Linked DNA regions of Podarcis muralis: region 1 is linked to region 2. A link is a contact called in public Hi-C data. All regions are on one chromosome and are shown on one strand. The core of a region is the stretch at or near the end of the contact, and the rest is flanking DNA. Distances in the headings are between cores, read along the strand shown. Region 1 holds the start of SLC13A3 (solute carrier family 13 member 3). Region 2 holds the start of JPH2 (junctophilin 2).

Region 1 (3,858 bases), core at 1,216-3,715, 250 kb before region 2:
GATGGGAATTGTAGTCCCAAAACATCTGGAGTGCCGAGTTGGGGGTGCCTGGTCTAGGTGCTCCAGTGTCAAAGCATGAGCGATCTGGAAACCGCCATTGAGATACTGGCTCACATTTGAACAAATGTTTTCTGAGGAGCCCTACAGATGTCCCTTTTATTGAGCATCCATGATGATTTGTGTTCATGATGGCATTGGGGCAGCCCTTTGCCATGCCGCTTTCAAGACCATTTGCACCTGCAAAGGTTTTGGGGTGGCTATACGGCTTCATTTCCAATCGGCGCATTTCTTGCAACCTTCCTGAAATCCCACAATTTTTTATTCAGGGTGCCGTTGTTTTTTGTTCCCCTTTTGTCAACAACAAATTGTTGCTGTTTTTTGTGTACCTCTGTATATAGAAATGAGCAAACCGGTGATATTTTAGAGAGCAGGCTAGCAGGTGAGGCCCATTACTTACATCATAGGAGCCTACACAACACAAAACACTGTTGCTGTATGTAGGTTTTATTTTATTTGTTTTTTATATTATACAGTGGTACCTCGGGTTACATACGGTTCAGGTTACATACGCTTCAGGTTACAGACTCCGCTAACCCAGAAATATTATCTTGGGTTAAGAACTTTGCTTCAGAAATCGTGCAGCGGCAGCGCAGTGGCAGCAGGAGGCCCCATTAGCTAAAGTGGTGCTTCAGGTTAAGAACAGTTTCAGGTTAAGAACAGACCTCCGGAACGAATTAAGTACATAACCAGAGGTACCACTGTATTGTGGAAATGTACATCTAGTTTTTTTCCCTTTAATTTTTTTGGGGGGCCTCAAGAGAGTGAGTGGGGCCCTAAGCTATAGCCTGTTTAGCTTATACATAAATCTGGCACTGGGGAGGGGCAAAGCCAGGGGAAAGGGGAGGGGACCAGATGTTGGTGCCATTAGCTAATTTTAGACTCTGTGCTCAGTTGTCTTGTGAGGGTGTCTCAATAGGTGGTAATGTGTATGACTTCACTTGCTTTAAGATGTGATAAGCCAGGCCTTCTGCACATTCTTTGTTGTGGAGCCTGAAACTTCTGCCCCAAAGTCCTGCCCGGACAGCACTACACTCTGACAGGGGGGCAGGGAATGGGCCCTGAACAGCCGGAGCAAAATGAAACCGGGGGGGGGGGGAGAGCGCAAGTGCTTGCAAAAGTGCAAGAATACAGGTTTCAGAATTGCCATGCACAGAATTTGAGTGAACAATTATCTCTGCTTGTTTGTTTTTTAAAAAGGACCGAGCATACAGCTTCCTGCTGGCACATGTGTCTAGTGGCACAAAGTCAAGCCACATACTAGGAGATCTGCATGACAAGCCTGCAAAAGCAACCTGAGTTGTTGATTTTTTTTTCAAGCAGCTGCAATGTGGAGGCATTTGAGGGCAGCCCCATCATCACAAGAATTGGCCCCTGAGCCGTTTAAGGCTTTATAGGTCAAAGCAGCACTTTGAAACTCATTGGCAGCCAATGCAGTTGGACCAAGATTGCCAATATATATTAGTTCATTCACATCATCAGGCAGAAGGTGACTTCTTTTAGAATATAAGAATTTTTTAATTTTATTTTTAAATTACCAAGAACTAACCTTGTACTGTTAGGAAGTAGCCTGCAGTGTTTGTTCCAGGAAACACAACACCAAGCTGGTCAGTGTAAGAACTATTACTTAACTTTTAAGGGTTAGCAGTGGAGTTTGTTTTTTTCCTCTCCCGCCCCTGTCCCTTTTTCCTTTTGTGCTGTGTCTTTTAGATTGTAAGCCTACGGGCAGGCACTGTTTTATTGTAAGCCACTCTGGGAGTCTTTCTTTCTTTCTTTGGCTGAAGAACAGGGGCACATACGCTCTAAATGAATAAATAAAGGTTGGGTCAAAAGGTAAGGTTTCCAATTAGAAAACGGCATTCCATGGACGCGGAAGGAACCGCACCTCTCCCCAAGGGGGTGACTGCTCACAGGACATATTCGCCTCCAGAGTCTAGAAAATGGCAGGGTCAGATGCAACAACGAAAGCCTCTGACAGGTTAAACTCTGTTCAGAGAACTGGAGAGGAGAAATAACAAATCCGTGCATAGGAGCCAACTTCTTGAAGTCGAGGTCCCTTCGCTGCCGCCCGTAAAATATTTGAGGGGGCTTACCTGCCCCCCCCATTTTATTCAACTTTGCACCCCTGAATCCTCGGGTTTGGCTGTTCACTCTCCTCTTTTCCTGCCTCCCCACTATTACAACTTTTGTCCTGGCGCCACAGCAGCCAAGGAGAAGTTCCGTGGTCCACCACGTGCAGCGAAACTTTGGAGCTGGCGCGCCTTGCGCGAAGGACCCGCAGCGCGCTCGGCGGATGCCGGCTCCAAAGCTGCCCTCCTTTGCGCTCCACGTGGCGACGAGCCTCTTGCTCGCTTCTCCTCGGTCTCCGGCTGGAGCGGGGTGGGCGAGGGGGCAGCCCCGAGGAGGCGGTCCCTTGAAGGAGGAGGAGGAGGCGGTCACGGCCGCGGCTCCCTCTCCTGGCTCTCTGGATGCGCCGATGGAGCGGGAGGTGGGAGTCGGTCGGGCTGGCGGACGGCGAGCCCCGTGCTCCCTGCCGCCGCCCCTAGGTAAGAGCCCTGCCTCCTTCGCCCTCCTCCCTCCCCCGGGATAAAGCGGCGGCCCGGGCGCCGCGGCCGGTCTCTCCCAAGCCGGTCCGGTCGGGTTATTATGGCAGCGCTTGGAGCCCTAGTGAAGAAAGTGTGGAGTATCCGCCGCTATCTGGTGCTGCTCTGCACCCCGCTGGTGCTGCTGCCTGTCCTCTTCAGCCTGCCCCCCAAGGTAACCCTTTGCCCCCACCCGCCCCCGTAGAAGCCACCCTGCAAGGGGCTTCCTCCTCCTCTCCGCCCCCCACTTCCTTCTTTGCCCTAGTCAAAAGTGGCTGTACCCCCACTCCTGCTTCTAGTGTAGCCACCAGCCCATTCCATCTTGTTCTGTCCCCCTTTTTGCAAGGAGTCTTTCCTTCCTTTCTACAGCTGTGCAGCAGGCGGAGCTTCAAAAGGCGGTGAGTTCCCTGTTGCTTCACCTGTTGACTTTCTGTCTGTTGACACTGTCACACAGTCGCTTAAAGGCGGAGGTGACTTATCATGAAGAGGGGGGACAGCATTGGGTCACCCACTATCCTTAGCACCACCTGAGTCTCCAACTCAATTAATACCCCCTCCCTTTCTTAGCCCCTTCTCCAATCAAGAACCCTCCCCATCTTCTGTTTTTGGAAAGGCTGCACTCCCCTTTAGAAAACCAGTTTCCTGCAAAAAGTACTCAAATAATTCCTTCATTCAGCAACAGTCATCAGACTATTGGGAATAGCTCCTTGCCCTCTGCCCTAACTCCTTGTACCTCCCTAATCCCTGTCAAGATAATACTACGGTTTCTGCTCTCGCTATTCTCTTCTTCCCTAATATCTATCCTGCCAACCCAAGTAACTTCCAGCAGCAGCTCTTTGCACTCCCCAATATCCCCATCATATATTTCACAAGAGCCTTCTGCTCCCTGCACTTTGACTACTTGTAGGGAACTGTGGCTCCTAATGAAACTCAAGTTAAGGAAGAGCATAGGAAGCTGCCTTAGACCAAGTCAAACCCACTGGTCCATCTAGTTCAATATGAATGGCAGTGGCTCTCCAAGGTTTCAGATAGGGAACCTCTCCCAGCCCTACCTGGTGATGCTGGGGAATGAACCCAGCACCTTCTGCATTCAAGGCAGATGCTCTACCGCTGACCTATAGCCTGGCCTCCAAAGGTTGCCACACTGATGGTTGTTCTGGTCCATCATCTCTTTGTCATCTCCTACTTAATGTTGCTTCCAACCAAGGAACCACATGGT
Region 2 (4,347 bases), core at 211-2,710:
GTGCACAAACAGGCATGCTGGGCTGAGATTTTGTATAAAGTGTGCATTGCTGGAAAGATGAGGACAGGGCCTTAATCTCACCTGTCCAGCATCAGCTGAGGGATCAGAACTGAATTCTTTGCCCGCTGAAGGAGCCACAGCCATTAGCTCACATATCACATTCCCTGGTTCCCAGGACCCTGCCCTGCCTTCCACGCTGCAGCCCAGAGAGAAACAGCCCACTGGCTAGCGACTTCCTTCCACCCAGGCTTACCTCCATCAGCATAGGTCTCGGTGCCATAACCGTCCTGCAGCCCGTTATTCCAGGTGCCTTCGTATTTTGCCCCGCTGCTGACGTTCTGCCTGACCCCATACCTTCCTTTGAAGCCGTGTGTCCATTCGCCCTTGTAAAGCCACCGTCCTTTGGTCTCGATCCCTAAGCCATGCCTCTTGCCTTGAGACCAGTAGCCCTCGTAGGTGTTGCCGCTGGGCCAGGTGTAGACTCCCACCACTTCGAAGCCGTAGTTCCAGGAGCCCGAGTATTCGCCCTGGCCCTTGGGCCCGGTGCAGATGCCGTGCCCGTGGGCTTTGCCCCCTTCCCAGCCCCCGCAGTAGGCCCCTCCATCGTCAAAGTCAAACCTGCCACCGCTCATGCTGTCGAGCCAGGGGTCTGTGCTCTTCTCTGGCTCGGTCCCTCCTTCCTATCTGGCCAGATCACTTCTCCATTAGTGGAAGCGGCAGGTGGGGGTGCATAGCCAAGCTATGCTGGGGGGCCACCTTTGGGGTCAGGCCTGGCGTCCTCGCCCAGGAAGGTGCAACTAGAGAAGAGGCTGCGAGGAGGTGGAAAGCAAGCTGTTCCTAGGCTCAGAAACGCTGCACGAACCTCAGGGACCCCCAACTCTCTGGCTTGGCAACGCTAGCCTGTCAGGTATGGAGGCATGGAAGGAAAACTCTTCCAACCGGCCTTGGAGGTAGTAGAGGAGGCTAAACTCCTGCTCAGCTGCAAGGCGCGGGCCTCCCCATCCCGTGCGCTCTCTCCAAGCGCCCTGATGGGCAAGAGGCAAGCCTTTGCAAGACCTTAGTTGCAAGGTAACCTTTCTCTGCTACACCATCCTCGCAGCCTCTTCTAAACGCCGGCAGCATCCGGCCCCTTTATGAGCCAAGAAGGGTAAAGATCCTTGCTGAACCTTCCCCGGCCGCCGCCGCCGCGACCCCCCTCCCCTATGGCGCGCTTTGCGCCCTCGCCTCTTCCGCCCTCCCGGGGCTCCTGCGGCCCCCGCGGCTAGTTGCTCGGGCGGTGCCAGGCTCTTCTTCAAAGCCCCATTGGACAGGCGAGCCTCTCCGGCTCTCCTCCCGCAGCCTCCTTCCTTCTACCCTCCTCCGGGAAGAAAGGTCACAGCTGCCCTAACAAGGCCATCGGATCCCTGGAGCTGCTCCGAAAATAAACCCACGTAGCCCTGCCCACTTTGCAGGACCCTTTTATGGAGGACAGAGACACCCACCGCCGCCACCCCCTTTCGGGCTGGGATGAAAACGAGAGAGAGAGACGGAGCAAGTGTCCTATTTAAAAATAGCACCCTGGGAAAAGGAGGGAGGCGCGGGCGAGAGCTCTGCCAGGTCGTTTGCTCCGAACTTTGCATGGGAGGAACTTCTGCTAGTTACGGAGCAAGAAAAAGGAAAGGGAGTGAGCCGGCGAGAATGAATGGGAGAGACCATGAATGAAGGTGCTAAAGGCACGAGGCGAGGCGAACGGGGAGGGGGCTGGATCGCGGCTTCAGGTGGGATTCTGCCTATAGATGCAGTGCATGTTAGGCCCCACCCTTTTCTGCAGCTAATCAGGGGGCCCTATTAGTGTGGTATCTATATCAGCCACCCAATAACGCAGGTTTCTCAATTTAAATTGGTAAACTATAACATTTAGACTATAACACTTTTTTTTAAAAAAAAAACACCCTCCTGTTTGGTAGGCTGCGCACATATTCGCGGCCCTTGCCAGCCACAAATTGGCTTGCTATATCAAGTAAGCCAGACCTTGTCACAGCTTGTGAGAGCTTTCAAAATTCTCATATTTTTTATTATTAATAATATTAATATTAACTTGCTTCTGGAGACTAATTAGTGGACCAGCATAATTACTTGCCAGACAGGCATAGGTTTCTTTAGAATCCCAGTGTTTGAGATTATTATATACAGGGTTGTCCATTGAAAGAATTGCATGTGAAATGTGTAAACCAATGGCCTTTGTCAGGTTTTGTCGCTGGAGGAAGTCTCTCCTCCCAGTGTGGCTGGCCTTCCTTCCTTGCTTGTTGACCTTCTTTGTATTATAGAGAGCATGGCAAGGTATAGTTTTAAAGTGTTTATTATTAAACAGATGGTCTTGGTGTGTGTGCATATGTTACACTTGTGACAACATGCCCTTGCAGTTTTCTACTCCAACGTTGTGGCAGTTTTTACATTGGAGACCCAAGTTTGGGAAACACCGCATATATAGCCTTCAGCACCTGTCCCTCTCATTTTGTGACTATTTTCATTGTTGTTGTGCAGGCTGCCTTTTTGTCTGTTTGGGGTGTGGGGTTTTGATCCATTTTAAGGCACTCTGATAGCATTTCCTGTTTTCCTACAGTGAAATGGTTATTTTCTGTTGCCCACAGGTTTAATTTCCAGAAGTGCCTCTAGGGCTAAAAATGTTGGGGAGCTCTTCTCTGCTGTGTTTTAAGATGGGAGTCTTTGCCAGCCTTACCTGAAGATTCCCCATTTTGAAGACTAAGGTTTTTGTGTGTAAAATAGGGGCTTACATCTGAGCTACAAATTTACCTTATTCCAATGAAAATGAAGTGCATAGTGAAATGACAAACTCTTCCTTTATTTTAACAGAACTAAACTACTGCAAACTATTTAGGCAAAGTCTTGCGTTTTATTATTCAGGCGCAAACATTAACTTGGTACTCCCAAATTACTGGTACCTGCATACACTGAGGCTACAATCCTAATCCCATTTACCCTGGAGCAAGTCTCACTGAATTCAATAGGACTTACCTTGGAGTATTTGTGGTTCGAGTTGCACAACTAACCAGCAAGTGCTTGTGATAAAAATCCAAGAACACAGGGAGCAGATGCTGAAAAGATCATTCCTCACTTTCCTGTAGAGGACAGGCAGTGATTTCTTGACAGCAGCCCATTCTTACATCACATGAAACCATGGTTTATTCAAATAATGCTTTATTGAACAAACCATGCTCAAAGCCAAAGGACATTCTACATGCAATGTAATTATGGTTTTGTCATACTCTGCTCTCCTTATTTCCTACCCTCATCTGTCTTTTGTGGTACCAAATTGCTATCATTGCCTCACCTGCAAGAGAGGATGTGAAAGATTCTCAGTGATCTTCATCAGCACCTGTCATGGAACAGCAGGTATCTTCATCCCTTCACCCGAGAAAGCAGCACCCATACTATTTTGCAGCTTGTAGGTGTTTAACCTTTTTATTCTATCCCCCTAGTCTGCAACCACACACACACACCGACAATAGGCTGTTAATGTGAATGTTATGCTTTACATTTAGTGAACATTACCTATGCTGGTGTCACCTGTCTCTGCTGGCAGGGAGTTTGAAAGGCCGTTTCAGTAATGAATGTTTTAGTAGTTTAAAGATGTTAATTGTAATGACTGTCAGGAATGGAACTTAATTTTGGAACCCTCCCACCCCTTACTCAACACCTGCTCAAATTTAAGGGAGGAACGCTCTTAAAAATCAATCATTTTTCCAGGATCCTGTTACCAGGCAGTTAGCAGCGACATCAGCTTTGGGGAAAAGATTAGAAAGAGGAGCTGAGTGCCAAGAGGAGCTTCATTTTTCATCATTCTTGTCTAATGTCACTGTTGCTTGGCTAGTAGTTTGAGAGCAAAATCTTTAACCACAGTAAATGAGGTACCCACACCAAGTCATTGTTCAGGTTAGCAAACCAATAACATGAACGAGCCATAGTTAAACAAACCATAGTTAAGGCACTGTACTGGGCTCTGATGCAATGCTAAGCCATGGCTTGTTAACTAAGTTTTATTTAAACCATGGTTAATAGGGATGTATGAACTTCCAATTTTCACGAATTACAAAGATCTGGATTAAGAAATTGGTTATTTGCCTGCATTTATATTGATAGTAACTTCAGTATAATGTATGTAGCTTTGGGTTTCTTTTTTGCTTTACAATCACAGGTTGAACTTCCTGAAGTTGCCAGTGAGTGAGCCAAAATGGCTGGAGAAATAAAATATTTTTTAAAAAATATGGTCCATTTGCTACAGAAAGCCAACAAGTTATAACTCCACATCTTTCTGGATGCAGTCAGTATTTTACGGACCACATCATC

Evidence for each region. A called contact is a pair of places that touch in the nucleus more often than the background predicts.
Region 1: a Hi-C map of blood shows a contact between it and region 2, with 2.0 times the contacts expected there. The contact joins the promoter of SLC13A3 here to the promoter of JPH2 in region 2. A contact is called at or near these places in 2 of 3 Hi-C or Micro-C datasets (blood and tail).

The regions. Positions count from the first base shown.
Region 1 is chr5:80,231,352-80,235,209 of rPodMur119.hap1.1, reverse strand. It overlaps SLC13A3 (solute carrier family 13 member 3), which reads left to right and starts at 2,465. Exons shown (of 13, transcript XM_028735096.2): 1 at 2,465-2,603.
Region 2 is chr5:79,981,623-79,985,969 of rPodMur119.hap1.1, reverse strand. It overlaps JPH2 (junctophilin 2), which reads right to left and starts at 1,460. Exons shown (of 5, transcript XM_077929266.1): 1 at 254-1,460. The coding sequence starts at 632.